Linked DNA regions of Rattus norvegicus: region 1 is linked to region 2. The links are chromatin contacts, called in public Hi-C maps. All regions are on one chromosome and are shown on one strand. The core of a region is the stretch at or near the end of the contact, and the rest is flanking DNA. Distances in the headings are between cores, read along the strand shown.

The links. A called contact is a pair of places that touch in the nucleus more often than the background predicts.
Region 1: a Hi-C map of psoas muscle shows a contact between it and region 2, with 5 times the contacts expected there. The contact joins two enhancer-like sites.

The regions. Positions count from the first base shown.
Region 1 is chr3:51,059,041-51,062,852 of GRCr8, forward strand. No RefSeq gene overlaps it. Among named protein-coding and RNA genes, the nearest start is that of Elobl8, 600 kb to the right of the region's middle. Within about 2 kb of position 2,216, at least 14 of the 93 cell types and tissues checked have an H3K27ac peak or open chromatin away from gene starts, as enhancers often do.
Region 2 is chr3:49,640,023-49,644,049 of GRCr8, forward strand. Zeb2 (zinc finger E-box binding homeobox 2) reads right to left here. Exons shown (of 10, transcript NM_001033701.2): 5 at 3,262-3,450; 6 at 2,350-2,564. Among named protein-coding and RNA genes, the nearest start is that of Gtdc1, 71 kb to the left of the region's middle. Within about 2 kb of position 2,684, at least 5 of the 93 cell types and tissues checked have an H3K27ac peak or open chromatin away from gene starts, as enhancers often do.

The DNA of each region.
Region 1 (3,812 bases), core at 966-3,465, 1.4 Mb after region 2:
AGAACCTTGTGTGTATTTTGTGACTGTACCATGCTTTGTTACGGATAGCAACACATATCTCAGCCTTTACTGAGTATTGGTCTCATGTCATGTCATTTACTCTTTAGGCTGTACTATGTCAAGATAGATGTAGGTTACAGGCTGCAGCTCTCTCCTGATCAATACTCTGTTTGTCTTTATTCTCCTTACACACATTGAAACTTAGAAACAAGTCTGACCTAAACATTACAGAAGTTTCCTTAGTGAGTCTTGCTTTCATGAGTCATCTGCAGACGAGTTTCTTCTCCTCATCCACCTTTAGATTATAACTACTCTTGGTTATGATCAAAATACCTTTACCTTTTCTTGTGAATTCCCCTAACAATTTCTGACAACTATTTGTATCGTGTGTGCAAACAGAAGAAACATAAACGAACACCGTGCTTATTTTTAATGATGAAAGGTCAGTGCTTCACCTCAGCCACCCACATGCACCGTACCAAGCAGTGCATCCCTTGGATGGAGGTTTTTTTTAGCTACTTGAAATTGAATTATTTTTAAAACTTATGCATCAAAATTTAAATTAGATGAATCTGACATCTGGCCCATTTTATAAAGCACTGAAGCAGAGCTGGGAACTTAGTATTCCAAAAACCTGTCTTTGATTTTTATGAAGACTTTTGCGTCAGCCATTTAAACCTTGCTTAGTCGAGCATCCCTCCAAAGGCCACCTCTGAAGGACTCACTTTTACAGGGAGTTTTTGGAGAGAAGAGTGAGATCACATTGAATTCCTCACTGTGGGCAAGTGTCTAAGTGCCTCATATCCTGAATATTTAAAAGTACCAATTTATTAAACCACTTATTCCGCACATGGGACAGGATTCAAATTGTCACAGAATTAAAGCAATTATTTCAGAAATTCTGTAAGGCTGTGAGTTCTAACTTCTATGCCCTGGAAATCGAGTCAGCCCTGTAATCATTACAAGTGTCTGGGTCTCACCTTAAGTTAAGGAGAAATAGCATTACAATGAGGAGAAATGCCCCATTTATGTGTAAAGGGCTTAGATTCATAAAATCTAAGGTTGACGTGGAATGATTCCTTATGCTTTTATTTTGAAATTTGATTGTATGGGGACATGTTCCTCTGCATGTACTTGGGTATTAAGGGGTGCATAAGCATGTAAGCAAAAGATAACTCCTAATCTCAGCTGTCCCCTCAGTCCTTCCATCTCTTAGCTTTGAGGAGGGGTCTCTGATTGAACCCACGACCCACTGATCCTGCTACAGCAAAGCCTGAGGAATCTCTCTCTGATCTCTTCCGGGTCACTGGTATTATAGGTGTGTATACTGCTGAGCTTACCTTCTTAAATGGACACTAGGGATCTAAACCCAAACCACTCTGCTTACGCAGCAGTCACTTTACAGCCAGAGCCGTCTTCTCGCCTTCTCATTCCCTAGACTAAGTACTTCTCATAGGATGATTTTGTAGGCACAAAGAAATAGCCTGAACAAACCAATTTCTTGCTAGCGAGGCTGCTTTCACCCCCACTTTGACCTCTAACCACACACTCTGTCCTGATGGCAATGATAATTTTAAAAACTGGGAATTATAAAATCTTTCTTGCAATGCTTTTCCTATTGCAATTGATAAAGCAACCGGGGCACATTCCAACAGAAAGTTCCTTCTTCTCTGCTTAAATAAATGGCTGTGGATCTGACAAGGACTGGGCAGTCCAGTCAAGTCACGTAGGATGCAGTAAGCAGGTTTGACTTGACACTACCTTCTTCCTCGTTTCGGTTTTCTGTTCACCCAGTATTTGTCCATTAGCACTGGAACTTGACTTTCCACCTTCTAGCAGTTTTTTTATGCTATGTTTTTAAAAGTAGAAGCTCTCATTAATTCACAACCACTAGAAGTAGGAGAAGGCTTCTCCAGCAGATCTGCAGTGAGCAAGTGCTCTCAGTAAGTAAGCGGGCCTTCAGATAATAACGAGCAGGAAGTAATGCTTTTCAGCAGCCCAGGTTTCCGAAGCATGAGAAAGCCCACACTAACACTCCCTTACACTTAGAACAAGCAAGCCATTCTCGGGAGCTGCTCTTTTGTGTTTTTGAACGCCACCTGTTGAAAATAAAGACCTCGTGACATTTGAAAGTTCAGCTCATCCTGATTTAACTGTACACAGCAGTCTGACTGCACAGTGCTTAGCAATTACTTTTATTATTTACTCCACCCAATGACCACATGATGTCAGAAACTTCTTCATCTTTTTCCTGTCTCTATTGCTCTCTGATTCTCATAATCTATTTCTGCTCCTGTCTTTCTCAAACACAGAAACACACACACACACACACACACACACACACACACACGCACGCACGCATGCACGCGCGCGCGCGCACGCGCACACACGCACACATAAGCAAAACATCTTAGCCAAACTTTACAGGCACTAAAGAATGTCCCACGCAGCACAAATAGCAAGTATTTTAAAAGGACAGATAGCATTGCTGTAACAAACACAAGCACCAGAGACCTGAAGAAGTACATGTTTCTCTAATTAGAGATTTGGTTTGGAAACCTCCACTTACACAGGGAGTCGGGAGGCTTTTTCTCCTGGCTCTGAGGCTCATAGTTACTCTTGGAACCTTTGCCAACCCCCATTTCTTCACTGGTTAAAATGAGGCAACTGGATGGCTTCCATGGTGTCCACTGGGGATATCATTGCACAGTTTTGTTTTCTTCCAAGAGTGCATGGAAGGAAGGAAAGTGACAGAGCAGTAAGGAGACATAATTTGCTTGTCCCTAAATGTGGTGTCCTTCCTGTAGCTCACACTCTTTGGAGTTGAGCCTCAGAGGGAGTGGCTGGATGCATATTTCTGTAAATCCTGCTTCTTGTACTTCAGACCCAGGGCTTACGGAAAAGTTAACTTTGTTAAAGTTTTTTTTTAAGTTCTTCAAGATTGATTTCTTCCTGTTATTGTTGGATATTTGCTTTCTCTGGTCATTTGGTAAATAAATCGCTCTGAAGGGGAAATAAACAGTGTTTTGTTTTTGTGCGACAGGGTTTATGTGTTAAGTTGCAGCCACAGCATGTACTAACAGCTTCAGTGGGTTGTGGGGACCAGGAATTCTTGACAGGGCAGGGCAGGGCAGGATGTCTTTTTCTATTGCTCCTGAGTCATGGAGGACAAATGCCATTTCAAGAGCTTTGTACTGCTGATTTCACTCAAGTTAACAGAGGCTCTTAAACACTTCCCTAATCTGAGCACGAAAGCGGTTTCAGGCTGTGTGAAATATTCCAAAACATTCTGATTAAATGCTAAAGGTGGATGTACTCTGCACCTCCCAAGTTTACACAGTTTATTTAAACCACAGAAAGACAAAGAGATTCTGAGACGGAGCGGAGCCCTTGACACACACCCTGTGCCTGTCTCACAGACAGTTTACCAAGTATGTGTCCTATGCCTGAGATCCTCTGTCTTTGCTGCCATAACCTGTGTGTTTGAAAAGGCAGGCCTTACACATAGCATGCTCCCTTGTAGACACAGGGAGAAGATTGTGTTTCGATTCCAAAGGGTTAATCCCAAGGCGAATTCTTTGCGTGTGTAATTCAATACTTCATAACTGCTGAAAATTGGAGTCCACATAATTTATTTTCTTTGGTCGGGCACATTTGCCTCATGCTTGGCCGAGGCTGACTTCAGAGAGACACACCTAAAACTCTCAAGGGTCCCACGTGGCCCATGTCAGTTGTACAGAGAGATTGTGGTACTTGGATGGAGCCCAAGGATTAGGTGTTCCTGAGAAGGTTTTTTTGGCTCTACAAAGCCT
Region 2 (4,027 bases), core at 1,434-3,933:
GTGCTCACGGCTCTTTTGGTTTAGTGAAGGATCTAAATCCTAAAGCTTTCCTTTCAGAATAGCAATCTCGTTGAGGAAAAAAATAATTTCCTGAAAATTATAAAATTGCTCCTTTCTTTTAACCTACACTTAAAAACAAATTTTCATGAGGCTTTCTGTATCCAGGTAAAAGTGTGTCTTACACCAAATAAAACTGGAATTTAAAGAAATGTCGACCTCTCCCCACCCCCAAATAAAAGACAAAAAATCTCCTTTGACTATAAATATTTGGTACGTCTGTTTAAATATCCCCACTCTCAGGCCCATGTCAACTCCGTTTTTCTTAGGTGCTGCCTATCAGATTTGATTCATTATCAAATAAGAGACAGCATCTTGGGTTATAGCTGCTTGAACAGTTTTATCACAAGCTAGTAGGAAGGACTTCGACGACTTTTCATTTTCCTTTTTAGTACTGTGCGAGAACCAACAGAAAAAAAAAAAGAGTTTGCTGAAGAGACAAGTTAGGCTGCACAGGTACAGTCAAACACGGCTGACCTTTTTGAACAAGGGGGGGAAAAGCAGTGTGACTTGGAATTCTAGGGGGAAAAAAAATACAGTCATCCACTCTGTATGCTCAAGGTAAGAGGCCAGCCTTTTTTTCTGCAGCAGTGACACAAAAGCCTTTTGCAAAAAAAAAAAAAAAAAAAAAAAAAAAAAAAAAAAAAGACAGGAACGGTGTGACAACTGCTAGGGTGTGCTGAATCTTCCCACATTCCTAGTGAGACAGATGGTGTTACAGGGGACACAGGGAGGTTTGTTCAAACAGCAGCAACCTTCAAAGATCAAGCGGAGCCCAGCCCGCCGAGCGCCATTGAGGGACCGGTGCTCATATGTTGCCGAGTTGCATAAACAAACAGCAGCAGCTGTTTTGTCCCCCCACAGCCCTCAGAGGACGGCTGTAAACTTTAGTTGTGCCACTGTTAATATGATACAATCATTTTAATTTACTAATTGTAAATGCCATGAGCAAATGAGCGGACTTTTCAACACCAAAGCTACCATTCATAATGCGCCAACACAGTCACACTTCTTCTGCATGTGAAATTTAAAGCAGTTATACCAGATAAATATCTAGGCATTCTTTTCCTAGAGTGGTTTTGTGTGTGTGTGTGTGTGTGTGTGTGTGTGTGTGTGTGCACAGAAGCGTGAGAAGGTAAACTGTTACAAAAGTGTAACTGCACAAGTGTATTACTTATAGCTGATCTCTGGAAAACATTCCAGGAACAAGTCCAATCGGAAACAAATGGTGTGATAATGTGATATAGTGCCTTAAATAGCATAAAAAAATTTGTAACACAGTATTTCCATTCTTGCTTAATTGGGTTTGTGTCTTCTTTTCCTTATTCAAAGACAATAAAGCCTATGAGGACAAATCGGAGTTTTATAGAGAAGGCCATATTTAACCACTTAAAAAGTATATGATATCAAAGTTCATTTAGGGCAATTCTGTATCTGTAGGCCCAGTTATTGTGACTTATGAAGCATCATTACTGTGACCACCCAACACATCATAATATCAATTTGCACAGTCAATTCTCCCAGGAGGACAGAAAGAGCAGTTTTGCTGAAACATTTAAGAGATGCTGTGAATCAAGCCTACTCAGTCATTTCAAGGATTTAAGACACCATCCTTACCTTTCCAAGACAGAGTTCTTATCTTTAAAACAAGTAAGCTAAAAGAGGCAGAACAATTTTGGCATTTAACTACAAGCATGTATACTGAGGTGAAATTATTTTAATTATAACCACATTTTTTTATCATTTAACACTTTTCCAATTTATTATGTATATATGCATATAACCTATATGGCCTTTTTATCTTCCTAAAAACATATTTCACAAATTGGTAAGCTTGTCAAGTATTCTAAGTAACTTCAAAGTGTTTCCTGACAAATGAAAGAAATACGCACTCCTTTTACTATGCGTTAGGTCCTATATGAAAAGAATGCCTATGCAAAACTAGGTGAAAAATGGAATTAAAATTGCTGAGATGTTTAATAATGTATAATTAAAATGCTACAATTTCATTCACTTTTTGTGGAACATAAAAATGAAACTAAAGTCAAGTTAAAGTGCAAATAAAATTTCTAAATTAGAAATTAACACACTCATTCGATCGTGAACATAAGACTATTAAATCATATTAGAAGAGACCATCAAAAAATCATTTAGACCTCAATTAAAGCTATTACCATTAAAAGATCTGCATCTTCAAAATGCCATGAAAAATTAATAATGATTGCCAATCAAAGCAATATCGTTTCTCTAAGGGGTTATTATAGAAAGAAATCACTTAGAACCAACCCCCACCTGATCTGTCCCTGGCTTGTGCGTCACCATATGCCTTTCGAGCTGGGTGCGGTAGGCGAACGTGTAGCTACAAAGAGGGCAGGAAAAGTTCTCTTCATTCTTCTCGTGGCGGTACTTGATGTGCTCCTTCAGCGATGTCAAGCGCTTGTAGCCGCGGTCGCAGTAGGGGCAGGTCAGCAGTTGGGCAAAAGCATCTGGAGTTCCAGGTGGCAGGTCTGTAGCCGAGAGGCGAGAGGGAGAGGAGCGGGCCAAAAGGTCAGTAAATCAATGGCAGCTAATGGGCTGGCTGCCCGGGCTGCTATGACAGGAATCGCTGCAATCTGCTCCAGGACAGCGCCATCATTGCGTGCCCGGCCTCCTCACAACCAGGCCCCTTGAACACCCAGGGCAGGCTTGTCCGAATCAGCTCACACTGCGTTGGAAAATTAATTAATTACTTGAGCTTATTTGTGGGGAGGGGGGATTTAAACAGCTGATAAATGAAGAAATTCCCTTCGGGTGACTGACAGTCCCTCTGAACCCTAGACTCACATGTAACTCAGGAATTTACAGGAGAGAAGATTTTTCAGGTGTCAGAGAACAAAAGGTGAGGGTTGGTGATCTTAAGTTTTTTTTCTTTTTCCTCAAAAGTAAAATATCTCTGAAAGATAGGAATACATTTAGATATTTTTATCTCTTAGAAATGGGCTGTAATTGTTCTTCTTCTGTATTGGATGTACAAATGACACAAATTTGCTGACAAAAAAAATTTCACAATACCCTAAAATTACAGTTCTAATCTTTGCTCATGAAATTCCATGCTTCTGCAGCTGTTCTTCAAATTTTAAGGTAAACACCCAGGCATGTAGTGCATTTGTAATTGTAACAGCTGCAGAGGTCAGTATCGTGGCTAAAAATGAATTACAGCCTTACCATTTTCTTCTTGCCCATTGGCCTCTGGCGTGCCAAGGCGAGACAGCTCCTCAGGGGCTTCTGGGTAAATAATGGCCGTGTCGCTTCGCTGAAGGTACTCTTCAATGCTGACTGCGTGGCCATCTCTTTCCTCCAGTTTTCTTTTGGCAAAGTATTCCTCAAAGTCTGATGTGCAATTTGCATTCTTAACTGAAATCATAAGCAGAAAAGAAACGTCTTTTCAGGGCCTCTTTCCTGGGTGACCAAGTCCTCTAGATCACTGTTAGTAACAAAGGTCGGCTTGTTACTAGTAAAACTTAAGGTAACTCACTTGTCAGAAGGGAAGATGACCAAATACTGATTAAATGCTTACTTTTATAACACACACAAAAGAGCTGACTTTGTTTAAGCGGGCAGATTTGTTTTTAGAATGTTCATCTGTATAATTAACATACAAATGAAAGAAAATTTAAAATGTATTTATTAACAATTTTTAAAAGTGAACTAAAAAAAAAGTAATCTCTGAACGTGACCTAACATACACTTGCAGATACTTTCGTGGACTACATGCAACTTCCGTTTGTCTTTAAAAAAAAAGTAAATTTAGCTCTCAGTGACAGGGAAACCTTGACAATCTACTCTGAGGAGGTCAGCAGATAGTGTAGCCTCTCCTGCCCTTCCATAAGCCCTTGAATAAAGGGCTCACGCAAGAAAAGGAAATTTAATTTTCTTAAGGTATAGGAAACTTCACATTCCTTCAGATGCATCTGCTGCTAAGTAAAAGCTG